7 separate regions of the Mus musculus genome follow, and regions 1, 2, 4, 5, 6 and 7 are each linked to region 3. A link is a contact called in public Hi-C, HiChIP or PLAC-seq, capture Hi-C and promoter capture Hi-C data. All regions are on one chromosome and are shown on one strand. Each heading gives the region's core, a stretch centred on a gene start, on an enhancer-like site or on the middle of the called end of the contact. The rest is flanking DNA. Distances are from core to core; before and after follow the strand shown. Region 1 holds the start of Rangap1 (RAN GTPase activating protein 1). Region 2 holds the start of Adsl (adenylosuccinate lyase). Region 3 holds the start of Slc25a17 (solute carrier family 25 (mitochondrial carrier, peroxisomal membrane protein), member 17). Region 4 overlaps Mrtfa (myocardin related transcription factor A). Region 5 holds the start of Tef (thyrotroph embryonic factor). Region 6 holds the start of Sgsm3 (small G protein signaling modulator 3). Region 7 overlaps Sgsm3 (small G protein signaling modulator 3).

Region 1 (2,887 bases), core at 257-2,756, 370 kb before region 3:
TTAAAAAAAAATAATAATAATACTCTTTGAGGATAAGTTTTAAACATCATGTCTCTTTATCTCTAATCATTTCAGCAGTTTTCTCCAAGAAGAAAGAAAATATAGAAGAAAATACATGTCACCCCAATCTCTCATTCAACAATCAGACAGACAAGGATTCCATATAGAGTATTTTCCCACACACCCAGCATTCACTGATTTTTGCAGCATACAATGGTTGGGTGTCTGCCAAGGACATTAGAAGTACATGCCAGGAAGAGTAAAAAGACTTCTCTTACTTTATTTCACACTATCACACATACTCCACAGTACAAAAAGCAAAAAACAAAAACAAAAAAAAACCCACCTTATATTGATAGTAACACTTACTATACAGACACATTTTGCTAATTATTTTAGTATTGTCCTTTATAGCAAATCTCTGTTGCCCCGTGAAAGATGAAACCCAGGCCCGGGTATTTCACTTATTAAACATGTCTGTTTCATATTTATTTGTTTAATTTTTAGGGCTGGGGATGAACTCAAACTCAATGCATACACTTATCATTGAGCTATGCCCCAGAGCAACCGTTTTCCATAGTCTTTTTTGTTTGTTTGTTTTTTTCGAGACAGGGTTTCTCTGTATAGCCCTGGCTGTCCTGGAACTCACTTTGTAGACCAGGTTGGCCTCAAACTCAGAAATCCACCTGCCTCTGCCTCCCGAGTGCTGGGATTAAAGGCGTGGGCCACCACTGCCCGGCTTCCATAGGCTTTAAGGAGTAACATTCTTCAAATTGAATGGCACAGGAGAATTTGGAACAATACAGACCAGTTATTCTGGAAGATGGTTTTGGCTTTTGTTTCTCTCCTTTCTCTCTCTCTTTCTCTCTTTCTCCCCACCCTCCCCGGCTCTCTGTTTCTCCGTCTCTTTCTCTCTGATTTGATTAATTTTATCCATTTGAAGAATGGACAGCCATGCTGTGTCATCAGTGCGCCATGCTGTGTTCATATTGATGTTAATATGAACCAGTTGGTTAAGGCGATGCCTGGAGTTTGTCTCTATTACAAAATGACTTTCTCCATTTTTAAAAATTATCTTTGGAGTTTCCTTTCAATTTCAGGGGAATTAGAATTTGTTTTTAAAGTCATTTCTTTTAGCAAGTAGATCCCTATCAATGCTGAAGTGATCCAGTGATTCACTGTTTCGCCTTTGTCAATAAAGTTGCATGAATGAGCGCTAACCTCTACGGAAGGGTGCGGCTACTTCGCGGCATGGTCTGTCGGGATTTGTAGTCTGCGGGCGCTTCCGTCAAATACCATCCCACAGAGTACTGTAGAGAAAGAGCCAGAAGCCGAGAGGGCGGAGAGGAGGGTTGCGAAGTCCGAGCGCTCTGCATCATGGGAATTGTAGTTCATCGCGCGCGTCCCGCCATGCCAGCGCCGGAGGACAGGACTTCCTTTCCCAGTAGGCCCCGCAAGCCGGCCCGGCAAAACCCCGCTCCGGCTTGAACAAATCAAATCGAAGGAAAGAAACTGCCGGCTTTCAAAAATCCTCCTCCGCCGCCATAATCGCTGGGGATCGTGGAGCAGGTGGTGTGCACGAGCTAAACGAGGAGCCGCGGCAGCAAGGAGAGGCAAGCAGACTGGTCACTGGGCCTGGCCCCCACGCGGACTCTCAAGCAGTGACCGACGCGCGCGTTCCGTCCCCCCACGCCGCGGTGCCGCTAATTTGTGGTGAGTCGGGGCCCTCACGCTCTTCCTGTCACTTGCCTGGGCCACCAGGGTCTGGGTGGGGCGAAGCGATCGCCTTGCTTCTACCCTTTTGATCACGCTGCGCCCGGCTTTGGGGGATGGGACGCTGGGCGCCGCTGCCCCTTGTACGTTTGGGGAAACTGAGGCCTAGAGTGGCCACTAGCCACAGCTTCCTCTCGGCGGTGGCGCCTCCCGTTGCCATCCATCTCACCTGGAGGCGGTAGGAAGCCGGCTGGCGTGCCGGGTGGGGCTACGCAGTCCATCGTTGCCTACCCAGTCGGCCCACGTCCGCGCGGGAAGCCTGGCATGAGTCACTGCTGACGCTTGGCTGGGTCGATGGATGGCCGTGCACCTGAGGACGTCCCCCACGCGGCCGCCCAGGAGGAGAGGGCGTTTGTGTATTGACCGTTTGTGCCTGCTCTCTCCCAGGCCGTCTGCTGACCTTGGATAGCTCAATACCATCCCTGTTTTGCTTTGGTTAGTCATTCTTTAAAGTGAATTGGGGAGGGCTTGTGTGTGTGTCTGTGTGTCCCTTCCACCTGGAGCCCTACCTACCACCACCAGTTTTTAATCTCATTGTCCCATCGTGGAACTGTAAGAGGTGGCTGAATTCCAGATAGATTTTTACTCATCTTCGTGTTTGTTGGGTTTCTGGCCCGTGACAGCTGGCTAAGGTGCCTATTTAACCTACCAAAGCGGACATGGCCTCCAGGTTCTCCCAGAATCCCTCAGTCCCTACTTGAAGTTTCCAGTCCCGGGGCTGGGCTTGCTTCTCTCCCCTGAAGCTCTTCACTATATAATCCTGACATTTTGGTCTTCTCACTTACCCTTCCATTCCTCTGTCTGCATTTCTCTCACTTTCTGCATATGTGAGCTCGTTTTTCCTTCTCTCCCCCACCCCTCTGTCTCCCTGTTTGCAAGGCGACTTTCCTTCTTTGGGACCAGTGAACCCACTAGAGCGCTGTCCCCAATAAACCTGCCTTTATACTTTAATTTGGTTTGAACTAGCTTATTTGGTCTGAGGAGACTACCTCTCAGTGTTGTCATTCTTTGAGCCCTCGAATATCAGGCCTTATACTGGGACCCTGTTCCTGTCAAAAACAGCTTGGTGTACGCTTAGTTGCTTGAAACCTTCCAGGGACCCTCCTGGTCACTC
Region 2 (3,219 bases), core at 122-2,621, 410 kb after region 3:
TGTTCTGGCTGGCCTGGAACACGCTATATAGATGAGGTAGGAGGTAGGCCTCAAACTCACAGAAACTCACCTGCCCCTGCTTCCCAAATGCTGGGGGTGGGGTGGGGGTGTTAACACATGTGCTGGGGAGATGGTTCAGCAAATAAGAGTCCTCATTGCTCCTGCAGAGACCTGACTCTGGTTCCCAGCACTCACGTGGCTGCTCAAAAGCACCTGTAACCCCAGTTCCACAGCATCATCTGACCTCCAGTGGCGCCTGCACTCACACAAGCCCATATCCACATGCAGCCACAGAACTACACAGAAAAATAATCCTTTCATGCTAAGTATCACATCTGCCTCTCGCTACTAAGTTGGTGCTCTAACAGATGATCCATATTCACAGCTGTGTATGCGTCAAGCAATTTGTAGACCAGATAAACCTTACACTTCAGTTTCAGCTTGAGGGCACTTACAAGCTAAGGAGACACTGGCAACGGTAGTAGAGACAGAGAAAGGCAGAGAGAGAGAGAGAGAGAGAGAGAGAGAGAGGAAGAAGAAGAGGAGGAGGAGGAAGAAAAAGAAGGAGGAGGGAGGAGGAAGGGAGGGAGGGAGGAGGGACGAGAGGACAAGAAGGCAAGAACACAAGAAACAATTTTGAAGGCACCAAATAAGCTTTCCCAAAGGCAGAAAGCAACCAACAGGCCGACCTAGCTGTGATGCCCATGAACTACAACAACCAGCCCGGCATAACAATCCTAAGGGTGCATTTCGTGGTGGTTATGCCCTCCTCGTGCTCATGCGAAAAATGACCATCAAGTTTGCAACGTACTTTTTAAAAGAATAATCTACTTGTTTTCTGTGTGTGTGTGTGTGTGTGTGTGCATGTGTGAGCGCACAGAAGTCGAAGGACAACTAATAGAAGTCAGGTTTCGCCTTTCTCACCATGCTGAACCCGGCTCAAACTCATGTCGGATAGCTTGGCGGGAAGCGCCTTTCCCCCTGAGCCTGCAAAGGTATAAGTAGCATTCCACTTGAAATGCGCTGTGGGAGGACGCAAACACACATAGCCTTGCCCAAACCGAAGTCCTCCAAAGGATGTGCAGGGCTCTGGGACTGTTGCCGAGGCAACAGGTGCTCGGGCCGTGACCTCCCTCGGGACAAGAGGCCCGGCCAGTTACCTGTTCGGCCTCCGCCAGCCACAGCCACAGCTGCCGCCACGTCTGGAACTTGTACCTGTCGCTGAACAAGAAACACATCTCGCGGCTGGCGTAGCGGGCCGCCAGCGGAGAACGGTAACTTTCAGCACTGCCAGGGTCGCCGGATGCAGCCATTTTCAACACGCGACCAGGACGCGGCGGACACCAGCAGCAGGGCCAAAAGCGGAAGGGTGGCGTGCGTGGGGCGGGACTTCCTCCCAAGGCCCCGCCCCGTGTGTAACGCCGGCCTGGAAGGCGAAGATGGTTCAAGTTTGGCTCGTCGCCCCTGAGGGTCAACGCTTTTCTCTTGGTTTCTACGAATCTCTGCCCCACGCTGTGCCTCCTCAGTTTTTCCATCTGAGGAAGGCACATTAAGACCCGCGTTTAACCCAGAAAGGAAAGTTGCAGAGGCATTCGGAGGGACGCCAGGAAGGCGCCCTAGTGGACACTTGGAGTACTGCAGTCCCGCTGGAGACAGGCTCAGCTGGAGACCGAAACTCTTAAACCGCGGTGCTGGTTCCGATCTCCGGAAAGCAGCCTGTCAGAATTATTCCACGCGTGGTGGCTCGAGAACAAAAAATTCAAAGTTTTTGTATCAGAATAAAGCTGAAAATAGCATACATTAAAAAAAAATAGCCGGGCGTGGTGGCGCACGCCTTTAATCCCAGCACTCGGGAGGCAGAGGCAGGCAGATTTCTGAGTTCGAGGCCAGCCTGGTCTACAAAGTGAGTTCCAGGACAGCCAGGGCTATACAGAGAAACCCTGTCTCAAAAAAAACAAAAATAAAAAAATAAATAATAATAATAATTTGAGGTCAGCCAGGTCTCCAGAGCGAGTTCCAGAACAGCCAGAGAAAACCTGTCTACAAACAAACAAACAAACAAACAAACACAAAACAGAAAACAAAAAGCCTCGTCCAGCAACATAAAGAGACCCACACGAGGCATGGTACATTAGATCTGAACACTGCTCCCTCTTCCCCACACAACCGCTCCTTAGTGTCTCCTCTTCCTGAGCTTAAGACTTAGCTGTTGCCAGAATAGTTTGTACATCAGATAAACCTACCAGACACCTGCGCCCAAGGTCCTCGATTGGATTGGAGGCTGTGGGCCGATGTATGCTGAAAAGAACGTGTTCCTGGAACTTTGTACTCTGGACTGATTCGGGGGTATAGTTGCTTGGATATGCTGTAGCAGCTCACTGTTCTCTTCCACAGAGATCCTTGCAGAGCCAATCCTTCCCAGGCTCCAGGCTCCAGGCTCCAGGCTCCAGGCTCCAGGCTCCAGGCTCCAGGCTCCAGGCTCCAGGCTCCAGGCTCCAGGCTCCAGGCTCCAGGCTCCAGGCTCCGTAGTGCTCTCTCCCGACTCTGCTTCACTTGGCCTCTGGTTACTTTTCCTCATTAAACCGTAGCTTCAGCTGTTAGCTTTCTACTTGGTCCTGTTTCCTTTTCTGACTTTATTTTTGCGAGACAGAGTGATACACTGTAGCCTTAACTGGCCTGGGACTCACTATGTAGAGATCTGTCTGTCTTTGACTCCTGAGTGCTCAGATTAAAGGCATGGGTCACCAGCCCAGGTGGTTTTGTGGTGGTTGTTGTTTGGTTTTTGTTTTTTAATGCATGGACTTCTGCTAAATATCATCAGCTACCTTAGTTCTGGTTACTGTGGAGGCCCCTGCTTTTTGGCTTGTCTCCTCACTAACCACTCCCAGCAACTCCATGGATGTCGGTCCAGTCCCTTTGGCAAGTTATTTAATCTCTTGGCAGTTAGAATTCTTGCCTGAAAACTATGGCTGATGCCCCCAGGGGCACAGTGAGGTAAGAAGACAAGCAAAGCCAAGTAGTGGCAGCACGTGCCTTTAGTCCCAGCAATCGGGTAGCAAAGGCAGTCATCTGATCTCTGTGAGTTCGAGGCCAGCCTGGTCTACAGAGCGAGTTCCAGGCAGCCAAAGCTACACAGAGAAACCCTGTCTTGAGAAGAAAATGCTGGATCTCTGACTGGGACGAAGGGCCCAACCAGTATCCTCTTCTGCTTGCCTAGTA
Region 3 (3,261 bases), core at 688-3,187:
TATCAGCATGCCTGGCTGCTCCTGTAAGAAATTGAAAGCCAAAGTGCACATTTGAATGATTGCTGGTTAAAGAATACCAGGTGTGTGCTGCTGGAATCTCCATGACATTCTCTAGAAAGTAAAGGACAGTTCGTTGAGGTTTGTAGTTCATTAAATTTAAGTTATAGTAATTCCAACAAGTAGAGTATGTAACTAGTAAAACTGGTTGGGGCTGGGAGATGCTTCAGTGTCAAGAGCACATCTTGCCTGTAGTCAGTTCCCAAGCACCCACCCAGGTTTGGCAGACACATTTTAAAATAAGAATATAGCTCATGGATGAAGAGGAAAGCAGACACAGCAGTGTCAAGTTTGGAAAGTTTGAACAGTTCTGTGAAACGTGTGTACTGACTGGTTTTGTGTTCAACTTGACACAGCTGGAGTTATCACAGAGAAAGGAGCCTCCCTTGAGGAAATGCCCCCATGAGGTCCAGCTGTAAGGCATTTTCTCAATTAGTGATCAAGGGTGGGAGGGCCCCTTGTGGGTGGTGCCATCTCTGGGCTGGTAGTCCTGGGTTCTATAAGAAAGCAAGCTGAGCAAGCCAGTAAGAAACATCCCTCCATGACCTCTGCATCAGCTCCTGCTTCCTGACCTGCTTGAGTTCCAGTCCTGACTTCCTTTGGTGGTGAACAGCAATGTGGAAATGTAAACTGAATAAAACCCTTTTCTCCCCAACTTGCTTCTTGGTCATGATGTTTTGTGCAGGAATAGAAACCTTAAGACTATCACAGTGGAAGGGTAAAATACTGACTTTGCTTTTAGATTTACCTTTATGTGCATGAGTGCATTTATGTAAGCAGTCCTGGATTCTTTCAGAGGACAGAAAGCTGTGGCGTCTGTCCCGAGGGACATAGAGGGTTGTGTGATAGCAACTGAAGAGCAAGCGTTCTTAGCTGCTGAGCTATATCTATACAGCCCCAAATTGTCAGTTTAAACAAACTATGCTAGAGGTTTAACTACCGGGCCTCAGAGCCTTGATTCTATATCTCGCAGCGGGTGTTGGGATGGCTGAATGGAGAAACGAAGGTTGGAGATATTGACCCACCCCCTTATCTATGGCTATCAGCTTATCCTGGAGGGTTGCTTTTGTTTTGACGCTGTTTCTATAGTTCTGGCTAGCCAACTCCACTTCTCAGCATCCATGGTACTGGGATTACAGGCTACGTTTTAGGGTTTAGGTCTGTTTTGGCTTTTGTTTTGAGACGAGTCTCAGCCCAGGTTAATCTCAAATTCTCTCTGTAGCTGAGGGTGACTCTGTACTAAATTCTTTTAACAAAATTATTTAGTCGTGTGTGTGTGTGTGTGTGTGTGTGTGTATGTCTTAGTGTGCGCGGAAACCCGAGAAGGTCAGACCCCCTGGAACTATACTTGCTTGGGATACTGGGACCTAAACGAGGATCCTCTGCAAAAGCAGTACTTGTTCTTAACTGAGCCAACTCTTCAGTCCCCAGATCCTCTTTCCACTTCCTGAGTACTGTGTTTACTGGTGTTTATGGTTTGCTGGTAGTCATGCTAAGCAAGCACTAACAACTGAGCCTGCCAACATATATTTTGCAAGGAACTGGGGTGCAGGAGTCATTAAGGACTTTTATGTCCTCCCGTTTTATGGGCTTGACTAACCAATTTAGTGTGCAAGCACACTGACAGACTGAGGGGCTAGGAACCTTTGCAGGGGGTGCTCAGAACACAGATCCTTCCATAGCCACTGAGCATTGCTCCGCCCCTTGACCGATCCGGACCAATCGATGTTCAGGGGCGTTCCTGGGCATTTCACACTCGCCTCCCCGGCTGTTCTCCCCAGCGAACCAGGGCAGTCTGTGACCCGGAAGCAGTCGTTCTGGTGGAGGCGGGGGAGACTTCTGAGAGGTGGGGCTTGAGACGGTCCTTTCACGAACCCGCACACTCTGAGGCGCCTGAGTGAAAAGTGTGGCACCATGGCCTCTGTGCTGTCCTACGAAAGTCTGGTACACGCCGTGGCCGGAGCCGTGGTGAGGAGGGGTTTGGGGCTTCGAAGTAAATCTCGGGATGGGTCGGGGAGAAGGGCACGGGGGAGATGTGGGGACCGAATCTGTCACAACTGGAACGAAAAGGACGGGCATAAATGGAAAGTTGCTGCTACAAGAGGGAGGGCGAGGCCAGGAGCCACCCTCTGCCGCAGTCCCCTCTGGACTTTCCCAGAGACTGTCTGGACTATCAGTCACAAAGGTCCAGAGGGAATAGGGAAGAAGATAATTGCTATTTTCTTTGCCTTCTGAAGTTTAAAAGTTTAAGGCCAACCCTTCCCTTACCCAACTCTCACTGCACACAAACTTCGTCCAAATTGGTCCTGCGGAAAAACTAAGTGTGAAGATGGGGTGCTTGCTGTAAGTCTACTGCCAGCCTGGTGTCACACCTTATCCCAGGCAAGTGGCAATAGCTAATGGAACATTCCTAGTCAGCCTTATTGCCAGGAAAAGATAGGGTGTTTGTTTGTTTATTTTTTAAGTCAAGATCGGTGGTGTTATGTACTACCTGTATAGTTACTGTGAGTTAAGTGCTTTGTTCTTCGATTTAGAGGTATCTAAGTTCCTTCCATTTGACACTTCCCTTTTCCCTGAAACTTCACATTCTTGGCACAGGTAACATTCCTCCTCTGGTTCTTTTCCTCAGACTGTTTCCCATGTTCTTCCCTAACTCCCAGCATGTACCTTTAGCCATGTAGAGTCACCGTGGACCATTCCTATCCATTCAGACAGCTTATGTTCCGGTGAAGAGTAATCTGAGTTTTTTAATTCCAATTCTATCATATGTTTACCAGGTAATCTCAAATCTCACGTTTGTAATCTATGAAGAGGGAAGAAAATATTACACTTTTCTTCTAGACCTTGAGAAGTAGGTGAGGGAATATTACATGGTGTCTTATTCAAAAGAGTCGCGTTCCTTTAAATCAACCAGAAGTGCCTTTTGCTCGTTATGAAAGAACTGGGGTGGAAGTTTGTTGTGACATGTTTTCAGTTGGTCATAGGGACCTGTTTGACTGAAGTGGAAATGCAAATGGGGGGCCAAATGATTCATGACTTTGTGTAGGAAAGGGTCAGTGGTTGCACTTACTGATTGACATTTCAAACCCGATCCTCTCTGCTGCCCTGTGGAGAGTAGAATACGGAAGGCACATCTCTCTCAGGCAAGAGATGGCTGTGACCTATTGGTGGAAGGGGTAAGAGAGCATTTGCCTGGAATGGATT
Region 4 (3,023 bases), core at 512-3,011, 340 kb after region 3:
TTACTGTCTTACGGGAGTTCGTGAGAAGCCTGGGTTGCCATGACCCTTTTTTTTTTTTTGGTTTTTTTTTTTTTTTTTTTTTTTTGGTTTTTCAAGACAGGGTTTCTCTGTGTAGCCCTGGCTGTCCTGGAACTCACTTTGTAGACCAGGCTGGCCTTGAACTCAGAGATCCACCTGCCTCTGCCTCCCGAGTGCTGGGATTAAAGGCATGCGCCACCACGCCCGGCCTAACATGACCCTTCTGGGTCCACCACCCACTGGGATAGCATGGTCATGGTCTCTATCTGCTGGGATGGAGCCCCTTTCTCTCCCAAACACTGCAGTTTGTTTGGGTTTCACTTGCTCACTCACTCCCCCACTGGTATTACCTAAGCACCTATGATGGCAGCCATACTCACCCAGCTATACTTTTCGTTCCTGTGGTTAGCTATAGGATTCATTTTCTATAGTGTTTGAAAGGAGAAGTTGGGCTCCAGAGAGTACCACGTATGTGCCTATTTTAGTTTGCTTAGTTTGGGGGTCATTGGGAGCCTCAAGGAGACCTTCTCAAGTCAGAACCCCACATTTTGCCACTGAAGCCACCGAGAGCCAGGACAAAGAACAGTTTGCCTTGGTGGCCCAGGTCTGAGTGGAGCAGAGCAGTTCTTGCTCTGGTGTTGTGGCTGTGCAGCCCCGCCTCAGAAGCTGTTCAGGTCAAGCCCGGCTAGAATTGCCCAGCGACCCTGGAAGCCAGGCTACACTCCTGCCTGGGCGTGGTTCCCACTCTGCTCCTGTCAGCTCCTGTGGCTCTAAGGGCCCTAGGCCAGGAATCTGGGACCTTTCCTCCCATCTCTCTGAACCCCCTTCTTTTCCATGTAGAGACCTCGGCTGAGCCTTCGCTCCAGGCCAAGCAGCTGAAGCTGAAGAGAGCCAGGCTGGCTGATGACCTCAATGAAAAGATTGCACAGAGGCCTGGCCCCATGGAGCTGGTGGAGAAGAATATCCTGCCTGTGGAGTCCAGCCTGAAGGAGGCTATCATTGGTGAGGAGGCTCCCACTCTGTATGGACCGTAGCCTGAGTGTAGAAGAGAGGCTGAGTTCAGGGGGAACTTCAGTTTAGACATAGGGATTCACCGGGAGGAAATGTGAGGAAGCGTTCAGGGGAGGCTTTCGGGAGGAAGTGGAACCCAGGCCCATGTTCATCTTAGGAGTCGTGGGCTGCTGAGGGCCCCACCCACATCCATCTACACTCATGTCCATCTACGCACACAGGTGTCCACCGTCTCTTCAGACACACAGCACAAGTCCCATGTCATTCCCTCCCTCAGATCTGAGTTGTCTCTTTAGCGTGCCCATCTGTCCTGCTCCAAGGTCTATCGACCATCACCTCCCACAGGGCGGTGCCCACCCAGCCCTGCTTCCAGGACATGGCTGGGTGCAGGAGCGGGATAAATAGTACTTGTGGGGCTATCCTGCACATGGTCTCCATCCTGTCAGTGTGGCCAGTGGCTTCCTCCATGATGGGCCCAGCTCAGTGTGAACTATGACTTATCTGGGCTAGATCACCCTTCAGTGTGCTTGGCCCCACCCTGCTGCTGTCTCTGAATAGGTCCTCATGCTGGGAGGAAGAAAAATCTGTTTGTAGGATTGGTGTGAAGTCTAGCCACAGGTGAGGGAACAGAAGGCCAAGCAAGCCCCACCCTCACAGTCCTAGCCCATCCGGCTGCAGTCTGCCAGTGAGAGAAGCTTAGATGTTCCTCCTCGGTCCCAGGGCTGTAGAAAGTCTCAGGTCACAGCTAGAGAGGAAGAGGCTGTGGGCTTGTTCCTCTTTTTATCTGGGGTCCTCCCCTCTCCCCAACCTCTTCCCCCAGCTGTGGACACTGGTTGTGACATGCCTCTTGACATATCCTCCTGGCCGGGGTTTCCGTCTTTCCTCTACTGCCACTGCGAGTCCCAGCTGGGGCCCCTGTCCCTGCCTCTGCCCCCTTTCAGCCAACTCTGTCAGCTGTCAGAACATGGTTCTGGGCCAGTCTAGGCGCTCAAGGCAGTGGACTGTCCTGGCATATTTGCTGCCCAGGCGCTAGGTCTTGGCTTCATGGACCTTTGAAGGAGGGCATACTTTCACTGAGCCCAGGTACCTGTGAGGTGGGGACCCTCCCCCCATAGCCTCAGAGCCTTAGGCTGTTGTGGCCTTTGGGGACTGAGCCCTAAGGAGGAGCTGTGCTCACTTGCTGTCACCGTGGTCTATCAGCAGCAGGTTCATGGCCTTCACTGTGTGAGTGTAAGCAGTAGGAAAACAAAACCGGGAGTTTGTATGAAGGCCCAACCACAGCTCCTGGCAAGCCTGTTCCAGAGGCTGACTGTGCCTCTGAGCTCTGCACTAAGGCAAGGCGCTCGCTAGGTTCTCTATACTGTGCACCTCTTAGATGCAGGGCTGGGTCCTGCCAGCCCTTCCTGCCTACTTTCCTGTGTGCTGGCTGCAGGAGTCTTACACTGGCTTTGCATTTCAGTGGGCCAGGTAAATTACCCAAAGGTAGCAGACAGTTCCTCCTTCGACGAGGACAGCAGCGATGCCCTGTCTCCTGAGCAGCCTGCCAGCCATGAGTCCCAGGGTTCAGTGCCATCACCCTTGGAGTCCCGAGTCAGTGATCCACTGCCCAGTGCCACCTCCATATCACCCACTCAGGTGAGATTACCTCCTTCTAGATTCTTTCTCATAGAATCTAGAATTCTACCTGCCAAGGCCGCCCAGAGTCAGGCCTCTGTCCTGGGCAGTATGAGCAGGTCCTACTGTATGCATGAGGGATAGATGTGTATGTGTGGCCGTCATTTCAGATGCCAACAATGGACCCAATTCTAGCAAGCTGAGCATAAGGAGAGGCTGGGTTGGGGTCCTGCAGCCCTGGCCACCCACTCTCATTGGCTCTCCTAGGGCTGCTTATCCAAGAGCACTCAGTCAGAGATGTGGCCACCACCTGCCTGGCCTGTCTGGTTCTCTCCCAGCCAGCCTGGCTTTGTAACGTGCTATCACCCCACTTTGCCCTC
Region 5 (3,257 bases), core at 735-3,234, 450 kb before region 3:
AACATTTTTTTTCCTGATTTTCTGAGATAGGGTCATGAAATCCGGGGTGACTTCAAACTTGATGTGCATCAGAGGATGACCTTGAACTAGTGGTCCCCCTGCCTCTACCTCTCCAGTGCTGAGATTGCAAACAAGCACCACTACAATCAGTCAGGCTATCACAATCCAGTGTTTGTAAGGTCAAGTTTTAAATTAATTTCAAAAGGTAAATGACCGACGTGTCCAGGACTTAAATCACAGGGACTGACACCAGTGGTTTGTCAGTTTCATACAACAGAAAGAACACCAAACCAAGAGCCAGAAGGCCCACCCATGTGACCTTGAGAAACCATCTATGCCTCTCAGGAGTCTCAACTTTCCTCACCTAGAAGTGGAGAGGTAGTAACCCAAACAAGATAAGACTATGTCAAAATGCTTTGTGAGTGTGGGCAAATGCAAAGCAAAACCCCAGTATGGCCTGGTCCTCTCTGGTGAGCTTAGGCAAGAGCTGCCAGATGTGAGCACCAGCCCTTGCAGTTTGTCTTACACTCAGATCTGGATGGAGTCATCACCTTCATACAAACAAAAGCGTTTGTGCACATGAGGTCCTGAGGCAGGAGGAGAGAATCTAGCCTCACCTGATGAGCAGAAGCTATTTATAACGTAACAGGGACAACCATAAGCACAGCAGCCCCAGAACACACCCAAGGAAAGAAACAACAGCATTTTAGAAAGGGAAATGAGATCCCTGATACAAGCAATCCACAAACAGCCAAGTCCTTCCCAGATACCCTAATTAAGCTGAGCTCTTGGAAATCTGAAGATCTCAGACTGAAAGCACACATCAATGGACCTAAAACCCCACAATAGGTGGCAGTCCTGCTGCTCTTCCAGGCCAAATACCCAGGCCAAGTCTGCTTTCCACACCAGGCCCCAGGGACTCTTGTGGCCTGGGCAATTCGATGAAGCCCGGTCCTGCTATTGTGATTCCCAACAATCAACCAGGAGAAGGACCTGAGTGGCCACATTCTAACCCTCATCACAGCCCTACTTTGCCCAGCCTTCATTCCCTTAATTTTTTTTTAAACCAGGCTTTGATTTAAAAACAACTGGGAGACACTACCGACCCTCATCTCAAATTGCCTCCTCCATCCACACCTCCCAGGGATGCATTTCCAGTAAAGCACCACCGTGGACCTGCTCACTGTCCACTCGTAGAGAGGAGGAATCGTCTTCCTCCAGGACGGACCAAAGACATACAAAGGCCATCTGCTATACTGATCAGGGCCTCTCAAACTTTGGTGGTGAACTCTGCACCCACGAGGGTGCAGTGGAGTGTTTCTTAAAATACACGCTCTGTCTCAAGATCCGCAGACTAGGTGAGGTCCAGGAACCCGCATTTGAAGGCAAGCAGTATCCTCAGGATTTGGATGCAGGCGGCCCCACTGGAGCCCCCTCTAAGTGGCGGCTTCCTTGCAAAGTTCTGTTGACTTGTCCTTTCCAGATCACCCCCTGACTTTCTCTCTGGGCTAGAGGCCTAGTCCAGCAGGCCCCTAGTCATGCCCGGGCCCGCATAAACACCACACCACTGGACCGCTTCACCCTGACCTCTGACCCGGCCCGGGCCGGCCCGCCCCCACAAGGCCCCGCCTTTACAGAAACCCCGCCCCCAGACACGCGCGAGCCCCCCCCCCTCACCGAGGCGCGTCTCGCGCGGGGGGTTCTCCATCAGCTTCTTCAGGACCAGAGGGAAGGAGCCCGACAGGCCCCGTTCTCCAGCTGCACGCCCCGGGCCCGGCCCCGCCTGAGGCTCCACAGGCGGCTTCTTCCCGCCGCCCGCGTCGGACATCGTGCCCTGCGCCCCACTCGTGCGCCTCGCCTCCCCCGCCCGCACCCCGAGACGGGCCGGAGCGGCTCGACCCGCCGCAGCTGCTGACACGGGCAGCACTGCGCAGACGCGCTACTGCACCCCCACCTCTCTCCATCCGCACCCCTCCCGCGGACTGGTTCCGTCTCATTCATTATTCATAAGGCCAGGCCAGCGGTCCCATAGCGTGGCTTCCGATTGGTGCGCGCTGCGTAAGGGCGGGCACAGCTCTTCAGGCTAGGATTGGCTGTGAGAACCAAACGATGTAGACACGTGCTGGGCCAGGTGAGGAGTATCGCTCCGCCTGCCCGGGAGCGTCGGGCCCTTCTGCGGAGCCCCCCTGTTCTTTTTTGGTCAGTCGCGTCCCTTTCGCCACCACTTTCGTGACTACAGGTTTCCTCCCACCTCATCGCAGCCTCCTTTTTCTCCTTCCCTCGGAGAAGCCACCTCAGAGGAAGGCGGAGCGGGGCGCGACGGCCCAGCCCCGAGGGTCACGTGGAGCGGCAGCAGATGCGGAGCCTCGCGGGGCGGGGCAGTGAGGGAAAGGCTCGCGGCAGCCAATGGGGCAAGAGGGCGGGGCCGGCGCGATTGCACGAGGCTCTGCACGTGCGGCTGCGGCGCGGAGGGGCGGAGAGGGGCGGAGAGGGGCGGGGCTGGCTCTGGCCTAGGCCTAGCCAGGACTGGCCTGTTGTGTTGTTTGGCGGACTCTGCCCGGGGGTAAGGGGACTGGGACGTGGGTAGCCAGCCAGCGCTCCTCCCACGCTCCGCGCGAGGTTAGCGGAGGGCAGGCGGGTCCCAAGCTCCGCTGCTTCAGCGGGTGTCAGGTTGCCCACTGATTTAGGGATTGGGAGCGGGCGTGGTTGCAGAATAAACACTAGTACGGAGAGCGCATTCTTGAAACCTATCCACGAACCAGGGTCCGGACAGACTTCCGTACTACTAGCTGCTCGCTTGTGACCTTGGGAATTATCCAGTTGCTCCACGGGAGCCCATTTCCTCAGTCTTAAAAATTCAACATTGAACTAGAGTCAAAAGCAAAACAAAACATAGTTTCTGGGTTCCTTAGGAAACCTGTGAGCCGTGAAGGGGTGTGCAAACCTTCAAGATGGCTCGCAGAACTTTGTACCTCTTTGCAGTACAAGTCATACTCGGCTTCAAGCCCAGACAATACTAGACGCTCAGGGATTAAGCTCCCAGAGGGGCAGGGACTTGGCTTGTTTATACTCTGTCCCTCCGTCCCTCCCATGGCTCCCTGCCTCGGAAGGAGGAGCTGAGTCTGGCGGAAAGGCAGCCTGTGGTTCATGCGGTAGTTACAGAACACCACAATAGACAGCTAGAAGCGCATGGATTGTGTTAGGACCTGAGGAAAAAGAAATTTAGCTGAGTAAGCCCAAAGGAAGCGGCTAAAGGA
Region 6 (3,375 bases), core at 725-3,224, 380 kb after region 3:
GAAAACACAAACAGAGAACATTTTGTCTGACTCTGAGCCAGCAGGATGCTCTTGCAGTCCCTCCAGGCACAGGAAGACAGCCCTGCAACAGCAGAGTTCTCCTCAGTCTCTTTCTCAGAACTTCCCTCACTTCCATGACATGCTACCCCAGTTCATCCGTCTGTCAATGTGACAAGTTCCCAAATTCACAAAGAAAGAGGGTGAACACATTTTTATGTGGTGGCAACTACTTGCTCACAACCTTCTTCTTGCTAGGAACTAAACAAAAGGTTTACTTTTGTCAACCAGCACTGTACCCAAGCCACATCCAGGACTCCCCACAGTCTTATTAAATTAATGTTGATCCAGGGGTCATATACACCAGCCAAAACACCTCCCCTCTACCATAGACCACACATATCTGTGGTTAAAAAGGACAGGGAGTTGGATGTGTTGACACATGCTTTAATCCCAACATCTACGAGTCAGAGAAACAGAAAGATCACTGAAGACCAGCCTAGTCTACACAGAAAGCTTCGGGCTAGCCAGGGACAAACAACACCAGCAACAATCAGGGGTGGAGCCATAGCTCTACGGTTAAGAATGAATACTGCTCTAGCAGAGAAGTCAAATTTGGTTCTCAGAACCCATAACAATCTCACCGCTGTTCTAACTCCTGGGGATCTAAAGCCATCTTCTGACCTTTGCAGGTCATGCACTCATGAACACACACACATTTAAAAAAATTAAATTTTAAAAGTTTAAAACCAATCAACCAATCAACCAAAAAACCAAGATGAGATAATGATGAAGAAGCTACATTAAGGATTTGGGGACAGCTCAGTAGTGGAGGGAGGCCCTGGGTTCCATATGGAATAATCAACAACAACAGTAGCAGCAGCAGCAGCACACACATAGGTCACGGGGAACAGAGTATGGGAAACTGATCATTAATGCTTGGAGTCAGAAGAAAGCTGGAGGCTAACAGAGGGCTTAAGGGGGAAAAGAACCAGGAACTGTGCGTGCCTGAAAACTCAGTCACCAGCACAGTCAGAAAAGCTACAAAGAAAAAAAGATGAAACTGAAAAGTAGTCCGGTTGAAGATGTGAATTTGGAGGCTTGAGAGCGCACACCTTCAGTTCGGCACTTGGAAAGCAGAAGCAGGCAGAGCTCGGAGTCTGAGGCCAGCCTGGGCTACAAACATGAATTTACCTAGAAAGATTTCTTTTAAGGAACCGGATAGACAGACAGACAGACAGACAGACAGATAATACCCACTCCCCTGTCATCTCTAAAAACTCACCACCAACACCAACAAAAACCTAAACAAAAACAAAAACAAACCCACCATAGCCCATCATAAATTTCCTATGCATCATGAGACGGGAAGACACGGCACAATCTGTCACTGACAAGGAAACTTTAAAGCATCTGTATTTCCTATTACTGCCCTATGAAAGCAGTCGGGACCCACACCTAAATCTCAGGGTAATTTCAGGACCTCTAACCGGAAGCACACGAGGCGACCCCTGCCTACACGTCCGCCTCAGTTTCCCCGCTGCTAACACTCGGCCTAGGCACTGAACCCGAGTCTTCCAGGGGAACAGCTAAGTCGGCTCTGAGGGAGAGTTGCCACCTGCCGAGACGCCCGCCGCTGCGTCAGGCGCAGTTCCTCCGGGTCGCCGGGAGCCGCCGGAGGGGGTGGGTCTGTCACTGTCACGCGCGTCCCGGGTCGCCGTGGGAGCAGCCACGCCGCGGCGGCTCGCCGCCCCCGCCTGAGGCGGCGCCTTCCCCGCCGCCTTCCCCTCAGCCCGTACCCCGCGGCCTCCACTCAAGAGGCAGGTGAGCGTCCCCCTCGCCGGCCCGGAGACTCGGAGACTCGCGCACCGCTCACCTGTCTCGCGGCCACCTCAGCACCTCGGCAGGTCAGGCTAGCAGCTGCCTCCTAGTCGGCGCGCACTGCTGCCCTTCTGCGCACGCGCGGGCCGCAGAGCCGGTGGCCGTGGGGCATGCTGGGGGCTGTAGTTTCGCGGGAAGACTGGCCCATCCCAGGTTCCAGGCGTCCTTTAGAGGTAGGTACCCCAGGCACCCGGTCTGTGATGCAAGCAACTCGTGGTTGTTTGGGAGCAGTCAGGATGGAGTCAGTGCACAAGTCCAGAAACTGGTCTTCTCTTTCAGGCTCACAGAGCTGGCTTCTAGACCAGATTAATCTAGTTTTCCATCAGTCACAGGCCCTGGGGAAAGCAGTAATTGATTGAGGTCATGACTAAGAAGGAAGCGGTGTGTGGAACCTGAGCACCTGCTTTTGAGTCACTCGTAACATTTTGCGCATCCATAAAAACCCGGAACTTACGGTTTCCGTGAGAACTCAATGTGTATGGAAAACGTTTAAACACAGCACCAAAGAACAATCCAGAAAGATGGCAGCTGACACTGTCACTGCTGGCAAGGAATCTAATCTGAACCCGCCCCCCCCCCCTCCCTCATTTCAGAAAGGCTATCAACAGCATTAAAGGGACATCTCAGCCAAATCTGAAAAGACACTGACTGCGACCAACACCGGTTTGAAGTGTTGGTTCGTACTTGTGCCCAGGTCAATGAAGCAAACTCTACAAACCGCAAGGTGGACTCAGTCATGACCTGGCCGTACAATAAACAGCTTACAAAGCACATTAGCAGGTTTTTCACATCACCCAAGCACAGGAATGGGCTGAATGCAGAATGAATGTTATTCTCATTTGTTTCAAAAATTCCTTCCCTGAGAGACTTAAATATTTACCAGATCCTTATAAGGTGCCAATGACGAATCGAAGTACGATCTCAGCAAAGTTCAACCTGGAGAGCCAATGAATCTGTTAGGCTTACTTACAGAGCATAGATGATAGATTGCATACAGGAGCATGGGTAACATGCAGCCATACTGCCGTCTTCACCCGAAATGGAATATGGCTTCCCCACAGCTCAGGAGGACATGGAGCCCCTGAAGCATATATGACCCGGCGCATCCAGAGATTTTTGAGGTCATGTGCAATTAGGGTAGAACTGCCTCCAATGGCTGTGAGGAGCAGCTGTAATCTCAAGTCTGGGGTGGGAAGGGGCAGACAGTTGCCCTCTTCAGTCCCTCCTTCTATGAGGGAACGCCAACAGTCAAAAAAGCCCCACGGTGGTGACTGCTAGCAAACAGGCACGGCTGACTTTCTGACGGAAGTGTTTAGAGAAGGACCCGGATGGAAATAACAGGAGCTAGGAAGTGGTAACATGGAATCTGTGTTGATTACCTAAGTAGTCTGTTTGTCTTTTCAGTCACAGCACCCTTTTAATTTGTGTGACTCATCCCCAGCACACACATTAAAAATTGAAAGATGCATGTGTTTTATTGTATGTGTATTAGTGCTT
Region 7 (2,985 bases), core at 265-2,764, 360 kb after region 3:
CAAATTTCTCTCATCATTGTCAGTGTCTTGTCACTTCTTTTCTGTCCTGTTTGTTTGTTTTTAAAGACTCAACAGTAAAAAGACTGAACAGTAAAGACACAAAAAGCCCAATTTAAAAATAGTTAAGCAGGGCTAGAGAGATGGCTCAGTGGTTAAGAGAACTGGCTGTTCTTCCAGAGCTTGGGTTCAGTTTCCAGCACCAACCCCGCAGCTCTCGGCAGGTTGTACCTCTAGCTCTGGAGCTAATGCCCTCTTCCAGCCTCTGAGGGCACTGCACATATGTGATGCAGAGACAGACATACACACAAAATAAATTTAAAAGATGTTTGAACATACATTTCTCAAATAAGAGAGGGAAATGGCCAATAGCGGGTGAAAGTGACTGGGTTATCATCAACCACAAAGGAGATCTAAACTGTGAAGGCATGCTACTCCACAGCCATGAGGGCTCACACAAACAAACACCAGAGTGCTCTCCTCGCTCGCACACATCAAACTCTTCAGTCTGCGTCCCCAACACTGCATGTGACTAAATGTGGCAGTGTACACCTGTAATCCCAGCACGAGGATGAAGACAAATCCTAGGCCACATGAGACCTTGTCTCAGAAAACATTTTTTAAAAAGGAGGGGCTGGAGCGATGGCTCAGCAGCTACGAGCCTCTTTCAGAGGACCTGAATTAAATGCACTCCTATCAGGCAGTTCACAACTGCCAGTAACTGCAGCTCCAGGCGATCCAATCACTTCTTCTGGACCCAAAGGCATTTACATGTACACAGACATACAAAGACACATATACATAATTTTGATTTTTTTCTTTAAAAAAATGTTAGCAAGAATATGGAGAAATCAGCTGGGAGTGGTGGCACATGCCTTTAATCCCAGCACTCAGAAGGCAGGGGCAGGTGGATTTCTGAGTTTGAGGCCAGCCTGGTCTACAGAGTGAGTTCCAGCCAGGGCTACACAGAGAAATCCTGTCTCAAAAAAAAACAAAAAAAAACAAAAAGGGGCTGGTGAGATGGCTCAGTAGGTAAGAGCACCCGACTGCTCTTCCGAAGGTCCGAAGTTCAAATCCCAGCAACCACATGGTGGCTCACAACCACCCGTAATGAGATCTGATGCCCTCTTCTGGTGCGTCTGAAGACAGCTACAGTGTACTTACATATAATAAATAAATAAAAAAAAAAAAAAAAAAAAAAAAAAAAAAAACAAAACAAAAAAAAAAAAGGAGAAATCAACTAGGCAGGGTAGTACATGCCTTTAATCCCAACAGAGGCAGGTGGATCTTTATGAGTTCCAGGCCAGCCATGGCTACATAATAAGACCCTGTCAGAAAAAGAAAAAGGAAGAGGGAAAGGAGGAGATAAAATATGGAGCAAAAACATGGAGGAAAAGAGGTTGTTTAAAGAGGAGGAACCGACATCTGCTGGAGGGCAGAAGGGGCTGGAAGAGAGTTCTCAACAGCAGTTCCCCTCTCACCAGCCTCCTACTCACTGTCACTCAGCAAACAATGACTGAGCACAGAGCCAGGCAGCACAACCGTGGATAAGGTCAGGCTGTTGCAGTGTAGTAGAAAATTAGATAAGAGACAAAGTAAGATGGGACTAATTCTGTATCAAAAGAGCCTTTGAGAGCTGAGGTCTGAGCAAGGGCCAAAGCCAGGCTAGAGATCAAGGCCTGACTTCACTGAGGGAGGATCCAGATGCAGGGAGGGGCCAGTGAGCTCAGAGCCTAGGATGCAGTGGGGGGAAGAGTGGGAGGAAGCAACAGCAGATGCCAAGGGCACCTCACCCTGCTCACCCTGAAGACAGGCTTTTGACCTCTGTTCTCAGACAGCAAAGAAATCCACAGATTCTGAACAGCCATCAAGCAAAATCTGGTAGGACTGAACAATATCTCCAGGTGCCCAGAAATCAATGGAGACTGAAAGGCCATGCCCAGGGTAGGAGATGTTGTGGGTGCAAGCACTGAGAATCGATCAGATGGTGTACACATTTTTACAGGCTGAGAGCCTCGATTGCTATTTCATTCATGTTGCACTTAAGGACACATATACTTAGGGTTGACCTTAAGTCTCCCAGATGTGACACTGCTGAGCTGGGCAGGCAGGTTTTTCAGCTTCTGGTTGCTATGGAAATTTCCCTGAAAGCACCCAGAACTGACAGACCTAGCCTAAACAGTTAGTCTCCACAAATACCTGGTCTATGGCTGCCCTCTTGTAGTCTTTTTAAAAGAAACCTTAGAAAACCTTAATTGATGCAGCCACTTCTGAGTTGCTCAGAAGAAATTGTAACAATTAAATGTACAAGCTTAAGAGAGCCAGTTCTGATGCTGTGTGTCCCTTCCTAGTTTACCAATCCCACATTTTCCCACAAATGTTGCCACTGTATGCAGGTGCAGAGGTACCGTTCACTTCCTGTGGTCTCCTGACATGGACTGAAGGGACATATATCCCTGACAAGGCAGCAGAGTTACTGCCACACAAGTGGCTTTCTCCAGACATCTTCCAGGAAGCATAAAGGCTGAACCAATATAGGCAAAAACATTGATTTTTGGTGGCACCTAAGAGCCTAAAGACCACTTTTTTTTTCTGTAAAGAGATGAGGTGACTCTGAAAGCTACAGATAACAGATAAACTGGTGAGAGTGGCTCAGGGCTGGGAAAGTCTGAGAAAGGCTAAAAGGAAGGAGGAAACTAGTATAGACACTAGAGATGCTTCTAAAACCTACATGGTGGCTCACAGCCATCTGCAACTGCAGTTCCAGGAGATCCAATGTCTTCAGCTGACCTCCTCGGGCACCAGGCATACATACACGCATGCAAAAACACTCATACACAAAAGTTTTGCTTTGAGACAGGGTTTCTCTGTATATTATGTCCTGGAATTCACTTTGTAGACCAGGCTAGCCTTGAACTTACAGAAATCCTCCTGCCTCTGCCTCCCAAGTTCTGGAATTAAAGGCATGCACACCTAATCATCTCTGAA

The links. Promoter capture Hi-C pulls out the DNA fragments that hold promoters and counts their contacts. Hi-C and Micro-C count contacts between places; a contact is called where the count stands out from the background. HiChIP or PLAC-seq counts read pairs in DNA pulled down with a chosen protein or histone mark. Capture Hi-C pulls out chosen DNA fragments and counts their contacts.
Region 1: a contact with region 3 is called in a promoter capture Hi-C map of second pharyngeal arch cranial neural crest. The contact joins the promoter of Rangap1 here to the promoter of Slc25a17 in region 3. A contact is called at or near these places in 15 of 39 promoter capture datasets (the 3T3-L1 cell line, the C10 cell line, the HPC-7 cell line and 10 more), 11 of 115 datasets of contacts at active chromatin or transcription factors (astrocytes, bone marrow-derived macrophages, craniofacial prominence and 6 more) and 3 of 9 other capture datasets (embryonic stem cells, liver and macrophages).
Region 2: a promoter capture Hi-C map of pre-B cells shows a contact between it and region 3, with 4 times the contacts expected there. The contact joins the promoter of Adsl here to the promoter of Slc25a17 in region 3. A contact is called at or near these places in 10 of 39 promoter capture datasets (the 3T3-L1 cell line, 3T3-L1-derived adipocytes, the C10 cell line and 6 more), 1 of 15 datasets of contacts at CTCF or cohesin (large pre-B cells), 1 of 484 Hi-C or Micro-C datasets (embryonic stem cells), 5 of 115 datasets of contacts at active chromatin or transcription factors (effector CD8 T cells, embryonic stem cells, large pre-B cells and 2 more) and 1 of 9 other capture datasets (adipose tissue).
Region 4: a Hi-C map of cerebral cortex shows a contact between it and region 3, with 2.1 times the contacts expected there. The contact joins the enhancer-like site here to the promoter of Slc25a17 in region 3. A contact is called at or near these places in 14 of 39 promoter capture datasets (the 3T3-L1 cell line, 3T3-L1-derived adipocytes, the C10 cell line and 9 more), 2 of 15 datasets of contacts at CTCF or cohesin (the NIH/3T3 cell line and large pre-B cells), 9 of 484 Hi-C or Micro-C datasets (B cells, the C2C12 cell line, Th1 cells and 5 more), 5 of 115 datasets of contacts at active chromatin or transcription factors (epiblast stem cells, fibro-adipogenic progenitors, large pre-B cells and 2 more) and 3 of 9 other capture datasets (adipose tissue, liver and pancreatic islet).
Region 5: a contact with region 3 is called in a capture Hi-C map of macrophages, with 2.4 times the contacts expected there. The contact joins the promoter of Tef here to the promoter of Slc25a17 in region 3. A contact is called at or near these places in 2 of 39 promoter capture datasets (hippocampal neurons and pre-B cells), 2 of 115 datasets of contacts at active chromatin or transcription factors (astrocytes and pancreatic cancer cells) and 1 of 9 other capture datasets (macrophages).
Region 6: a contact with region 3 is called in a promoter capture Hi-C map of 3T3-L1-derived adipocytes, with 4 times the contacts expected there. The contact joins the promoter of Sgsm3 here to the promoter of Slc25a17 in region 3. A contact is called at or near these places in 18 of 39 promoter capture datasets (the 3T3-L1 cell line, 3T3-L1-derived adipocytes, the C10 cell line and 11 more), 1 of 15 datasets of contacts at CTCF or cohesin (large pre-B cells) and 8 of 115 datasets of contacts at active chromatin or transcription factors (astrocytes, bone marrow-derived macrophages, cardiomyocytes and 5 more).
Region 7: a contact with region 3 is called in an HNF4G HiChIP or PLAC-seq map of pancreatic cancer cells. The contact joins the enhancer-like site here to the promoter of Slc25a17 in region 3. A contact is called at or near these places in 5 of 39 promoter capture datasets (the 3T3-L1 cell line, embryonic stem cells, hippocampal neurons and 2 more), 1 of 15 datasets of contacts at CTCF or cohesin (large pre-B cells), 3 of 484 Hi-C or Micro-C datasets (cortical neurons and large pre-B cells), 6 of 115 datasets of contacts at active chromatin or transcription factors (astrocytes, bone marrow-derived macrophages, epiblast stem cells and 3 more) and 2 of 9 other capture datasets (adipose tissue and pancreatic islet).

The regions. Positions count from the first base shown.
Region 1 is chr15:81,728,538-81,731,424 of GRCm38.p6, reverse strand. Rangap1 (RAN GTPase activating protein 1) reads left to right here and starts at 1,506. Exons shown (of 16, transcript NM_001146174.1): 1 at 1,506-1,713.
Region 2 is chr15:80,946,642-80,949,860 of GRCm38.p6, reverse strand. Adsl (adenylosuccinate lyase) reads right to left here and starts at 1,371. Exons shown (of 13, transcript NM_009634.6): 1 at 1,161-1,371. The coding sequence starts at 1,313.
Region 3 is chr15:81,359,441-81,362,701 of GRCm38.p6, reverse strand. It overlaps Slc25a17 (solute carrier family 25 (mitochondrial carrier, peroxisomal membrane protein), member 17), which reads left to right and starts at 1,937. Exons shown (of 9, transcript NM_011399.3): 1 at 1,937-2,025. The coding sequence starts at 1,972.
Region 4 is chr15:81,020,394-81,023,416 of GRCm38.p6, reverse strand. It overlaps Mrtfa (myocardin related transcription factor A), which reads left to right. Exons shown (of 14, transcript NM_001082536.2): 6 at 859-1,020; 7 at 2,489-2,664. Among named protein-coding and RNA genes, the nearest start is that of Sgsm3, 44 kb to the right of the region's middle. Within about 2 kb of position 1,761, at least 92 of the 459 cell types and tissues checked have an H3K27ac peak or open chromatin away from gene starts, as enhancers often do. A contact at or near this core is called in B cells, the HPC-7 cell line, adipose tissue and 1 more, where this site is marked.
Region 5 is chr15:81,810,141-81,813,397 of GRCm38.p6, reverse strand. Tef (thyrotroph embryonic factor) reads right to left here and starts at 1,984. Exons shown (of 4, transcript NM_017376.3): 1 at 1,678-1,984. The coding sequence starts at 1,828.
Region 6 is chr15:80,976,364-80,979,738 of GRCm38.p6, reverse strand. It overlaps Sgsm3 (small G protein signaling modulator 3), which reads right to left and starts at 1,974. Exons shown (of 22, transcript NM_134091.2): 1 at 1,874-1,974.
Region 7 is chr15:80,999,235-81,002,219 of GRCm38.p6, reverse strand. All of the region lies in intron 1 of Sgsm3 (small G protein signaling modulator 3), which reads right to left. Among named protein-coding and RNA genes, the nearest start is that of Sgsm3, 23 kb to the right of the region's middle. Within about 2 kb of position 1,514, at least 57 of the 459 cell types and tissues checked have an H3K27ac peak or open chromatin away from gene starts, as enhancers often do. A contact at or near this core is called in bone marrow-derived macrophages, epiblast stem cells, hippocampal neurons and 2 more, where this site is marked.